Linked DNA regions of Gossypium hirsutum: region 1 is linked to region 2. The links are chromatin contacts, called in public Hi-C maps. All regions are on one chromosome and are shown on one strand. The core of a region is the stretch at or near the end of the contact, and the rest is flanking DNA. Distances in the headings are between cores, read along the strand shown.

Evidence for each region. A called contact is a pair of places that touch in the nucleus more often than the background predicts.
Region 1: a Hi-C map of leaf shows a contact between it and region 2, with 4 times the contacts expected there. The contact joins the promoter of LOC107945472 here to the enhancer-like site in region 2. A contact is called at or near these places in 6 of 34 Hi-C or Micro-C datasets (leaf and seedling).

What each region holds. Positions count from the first base shown.
Region 1 is chrD12:32,791,952-32,794,651 of Gossypium_hirsutum_v2.1, forward strand. LOC107945472 (trihelix transcription factor DF1) reads left to right here and starts at 1,378. Exons shown (of 2, transcript XM_016879493.2): 1 at 1,378-2,303; 2 at 2,628-2,700. The coding sequence starts at 2,080.
Region 2 is chrD12:32,232,100-32,234,799 of Gossypium_hirsutum_v2.1, forward strand. No RefSeq gene overlaps it. Among protein-coding and RNA genes, the nearest start is that of LOC107945744, 21 kb to the left of the region's middle. Within about 2 kb of position 1,277, at least 2 of the 9 cell types and tissues checked have an H3K27ac peak or open chromatin away from gene starts, as enhancers often do. A contact at or near this core is called in leaf, where this site is marked.

The sequences.
Region 1 (2,700 bases), core at 128-2,627, 560 kb after region 2:
TTTAATACAGGCGATGAGAATTTATTTTTGGTGGCTGATTTAATAGAAGCAAATTACAGAATATGGAAGACTGAGCTTATTACCAGATTGTTTCCCCCTGAGATTGCCACGGCCATCTGTTGTATTCCACTATCTGAATATGTTGACGATGATGTGCCAGTTTGGAAAGGAGAACATACATGACTTTACACAGTCAGGAGTGGCTATCAAATGTTAACCTATGCCTCTGATTATACAGACTCTACCCAAGGTAATATTGACTTTTACAAAAAAATTTGGTCTCTCCAAATCACTCCCAAAAATAAGATAGCAAATTGGAGAATAATACACAATTTTATTCCTACAGCATCTATACTTTACAATAGAAGACTTGCTATTTCCCCTATGTGTCCCCGCTGTAATATTGAAGCTGAGACTCCGCTACATATAAGCACACGGTGTGGCCCTGCACAGGAAGTTTGGAGACAGGTTAATCTTGAATGGACTCTATCTGGTAACCATGAGGACTACTGGAGCTGGTTTACTCACCTAATGAGATCGAGTGACACCACGCCTGTTTTACCATCGCCATTACAATTTGGGGTTTGTGGTATGCTCGTAATAGACATGTCATGGAAGGGAAACAACAACATGCACTAGAAATTAGTGCCAAAGTTATCAGCCTTGTTCGTGAACTCAAGGAGTTCAGAGCGAAATTACCCGAGGCAAGGATAACGATGAAGCAAAGCTGGACCCCCCCGACGGATCCGATGCTCAAGCTTAACTTTGATACTGCTTTTCATGCCCAAAGCCGACAGTCTTCTTCTGGTTTTGTTGTTAGGAACGCCCAAGGCCAGGTTTTGGGAAGTGGTATGGTACGGAACAATTTTGTCTCTGATCCTTTCATGGCTGAAATGCTTGCTTGCCTCGGATGGTCTGCGATTTGCCACTGACATGGGTTTCAAGAATTTAGTGGTTGAAGGGGACTCAAGATCTACTATTGTGCGTATTACTGAGATGGGTAGGGATAGATCTGCAATTGGGGTTTATGTTGAAGAAATTAAGCAAAGAGCTAGAATGTTTGATAAAATAATTTTCAGATCTATTGATAGGAACGCGAATCGGGTGGCCCATATTCTAGCTAAAGCAAGATCTACTTTCAATGAAGACCGATTTTGGGTAGAGGATGTACCTGATATGGCTGTGTTGGTGGTGAAGGCTGACTGCCCGATCCCAGTTGCGCCGGATTAAGGTTTTTCCGTCCTCAGCTAGGGCTCCTTCATGCTTCAATTTGGAGCTTCCTTACACTCTTTTGTATTTAGTTTTGAAACCCTGGTTTTTGCCTTTTCTTTTCTTTATCTCCTATCCCAGGAAACCGAGGCTAATGGGTATCTTTATTTATTGCGCACCGTTTTGTTTAGCTTCTTTAATAACTGTGCCTCGGTATTATTCAAAACAATTATTCTATTTAAATTAAAACAAAGTAATATTACTTTCTTAAAAGAATAGTTTTAAGTGATTTTATAATAAAAAACTCAAACTTATAATAATATAATGAAAGAAGTATAATTCTATCACAAATAAAAAAAATCATCACATAAAATTTATAAAACATATTTTATATAATTATAAACAATATTAGATTATAAAACACATGAATGAAAATAGGATTATGTAGTATATATTTATAAAAAGTTTAATATTTAATTGAATGGTAAAATAAAAATGTTTAGAGTGGGATTTAAAATTTGAATTATTGTGCCTGAAATAAATTAATTAGGAAATATCAAAGGAAAATAATCAGCTTGGTTTTTGCCCCACACAATGCACCGCAGCAACTCTTCTCCCCATCTTATCTTATCTTTTCTAGAGAAACCCTAATTCACCTCTGCCTTTCTTACCTACTTAACCCAATAAAATGGTAGAATTCTGAAGGGAAAGAAAAACTTCACCTTAAACAGAAAAAAAGAATCCTTCCTTCAACTCTAAAATATTTACTTTTTCCATATCTCCAAGGAAGCCCCAATTAAAATTTCACAGTTTTTTTTTTTGGGGGGGGGCTTTGGGGCTGTAAACTATTTTACTGAACTGCTATTCGTGATGATGGAAAATTCAAGTTTCCCAGAAAGTAATACAGTCGGCGACAACGTCAGCTTAGAGAATGAAGAGGAAGCTAAGGTGAAAAATGAAGAGAGTGAAGGGAATTTTTCAGGGAACCGTTGGCCAAGGCAGGAGACTTTAGCTTTGTTAAAGATAAGGTCTGAAATGGACGTTGCTTTTAGAGACTCTGGTGTCAAGGCTCCTCTCTGGGAAGAAGTTTCCAGGTTTCCTTCCTTTCCTTTTCTTCTCAACCATGTTTGATTATTTTTGAAGTAGGAAAATGTTGGGTCCTCCACTGAAAAAGTGGGGAAATTTTGGGTTTTTGCTTAGCTTGGGATATTGATTTCCTTCTAGTTCAATTATACTGTAAATGCAGTAAAAACGTTTTATGGGTAAAAAACAAGTCTTTTTTTAAAAACTACTTTGTTTCCATTACACTCTCGAAGTTCAGTAATCTTAACAATCTTTTAAATTTTTTTACTTTTATTACATTATTGTCAAGTTAAAGTAATTGATTTCGAGGTGCAATAATGGGATTCCTTTATCAGGAAATTGGCTGAGCTCGGGTACAATAGAAGTGCCAAAAAATGTAAAGAGAAATTTGAGAATGTTTACAAATAC
Region 2 (2,700 bases), core at 27-2,526:
AGATTCATGAGTTGGGTTCTGTAGTTTTATGATAAGCTGGGGCTTAAAGTTTGAAGGGAATGAAGATTTAGAGGGGAAAACATACTTAAAATTTAGGAAGCCAAGAGTGACGAAAGGAGGATTTTGTTTTGTTTTGTAAATGTAAATCATAGAAGTGAGGAAGAATTGCTTGTATTGTATTTATTCATGTTGCAGAAGATAGGAAATGGAAAGAAAGTAAAGAAAAACCCCTAAAGTTAATCCTACAAATATGTCAAATTATATTTGTCCTCAGGGAGTACAGATGTCAATCATGCTCACCTTGTTACAGTAATAATTAGTTTGTTTAGAGTTTTTATGAAAATATCTCTAATTGATCTTCAATTTTGACATATCTTGTAGACATAAACTTTTATTGAATTTTTTTCAGATGAAATGAAAACTAGTTTTGCCAATTTATAACACACAAGAACATATGTAATATTGTTCATGAAACATAAGATTGAAGTCTATATGAAAGGGAGCCTGATATCACAGTTGTAATTTCACCCATAACCAAGTTAAGGCTCAGTACTTGGTATATTCATACTATCTCACATATTGATATTGTCATATCATTGTATTTAATTTTACACTAGATCAAGACACGTTTTTTTTCTCCATGAAATTAGGTTCCCTCCAACAAAAACACAATCTGCACAGATTAATAAATCATCGGAAGAAAATGCTTCAAGACAACTGCATCTCGAAACAAATAGGAAATCCTAGTAGCCTTGGTCGATACAGAAAATTTGCCACAAACAAGAACAAATAGGTTGATTCTTCATACTCTTAAAGAACAAAAAATAAAAATAAAAAGGAAAAGAAAAAGAAAAAAAAAAGGTAAAGTGATAAGAGAATTTAAAAAAAAAATAGCAATAAGAATCAGGATTACTCACTACTAAACAAGGAAACTTACTGAGATAAGAGTGGAAAGAATTGCAATAATTAAAATTTGAAATTTAGAACATTCAACATCATGTTTCATTATTATGAAAACATTAATGATCAAATACATCTATTTAATCCTACATACATGCATAATTAGAGAATTGATAGCTAATTAACTAAATATCTGCAAGTAATGTACATTCGTGCATGCACTAACTTCCTAATTCATGCATTCTAATTTATTTAATGAAAGCACATTATTAAATAAATTCAAAGGTCACTTAGAAAACTTCCATACACTTGCAAACTAGAAATGAAATGAACTTGGGCTTGACTTCAGTGGGCTTGGATTCATCTCCTTTAAGCTTCTCTAATTGGGCTAAAAATTTTTGCAAGTATAATGTAATTTCATATTGCATTTGTTTAGCCATAGTACGAGTTATTGGCCCAAAGTTATCCATTTGAACTCAAGCAACTTTGTCTATTCCATGATTCTTATTAGTTTATCAATTTCGAACAATGCATAATCAACATCGGAAAAAACATTATTGGTGTGGCCATGATTGCCATAGAATAGACTGTCTTAGATCTCTCTTTAAATAACACAAATTTATTCGAAAGTTGCCTAATAATTTAATTGTTGGAAACAATATGGACCAACTTAAAACATCAATAGGGTGAGCATATATGAGTGAGCTCTTGTAAGATGATTTCACTTTCCACTTATTTTTTTTATAGCTACTCCAGGTCTTCAAAAGGTTTACCATCAACTTTTCACTTGGTATTGGTGCACTACATGGCGTGGCTCCTAATTTCTTTTGTGTCAATAAATTAAGAACATATTTTTTAAGACAAAAAGATTCTTTTATTAGTTTGTGTCACTTCAACACCCAACAAATACTTTAGCAACCCCGACTGATTAAAATTGATGTGAAGAAAATATTTTGAAGATCAAATGCTTGCAATATCACTTCCAATTAATGATAACACAACTAGCAATATTATACCAACCTCAAACTATTTATAGAACACTAAATGATCGCAATTACTATTCTTTGACTCATTCTTGATTTGTCTCACTAAACCTACCTAACCAAGTGTGAGTACATTGTTTCTAACCATATACGATCTGCCTAGGCAACAAACTTTTCCTAAGCAACAAATGCATGTAGTTACTTTATATAAACTTCCACCTGAAGTTCATTATGTAAAAAGCACCATAAGTTTGATCATGCTCTTTAGAAACAAGATGTCTTTAAAATGAATTATTGATCCATTTGGATTTACTTTAACCATAAGCACCTATTTACAAGATATTGCTTTCTTTCTTGTAATCAGATTTACTAAATCTCAAGTATCATTATCATTTAAGGCTATCATATTCTCTAAAATAGAATTGAGCGAACCACCGTGGTAATGAAGATATTGTATATCCAACAAGGTAAGATCATTGGATAGTAATCTTGAAATGTTGAGACCATTGTAGCACATATGCTCATTATCCATTTGATTTTTTTTGAAATGCTATTTTCAATTACTTAAGATTTTGATTACATTGAAAACTATAAATGAGCTTGAGTATAAATGAGCAATATGTGAATAGTGTTTATTTAGATAATCATAAAGAAATAAATTGTTGATAAAATAAATTCTTATCGATATATCATAAGTGAATTAAATGAATAGTATTAAAAATAAGATTGACATGATCATTTGTGAAATGTGATCATGTCACATAGTTTAATTAGATATCATTATTGGTCCAGGTTAGAGTGTTACAATTGCCACAAC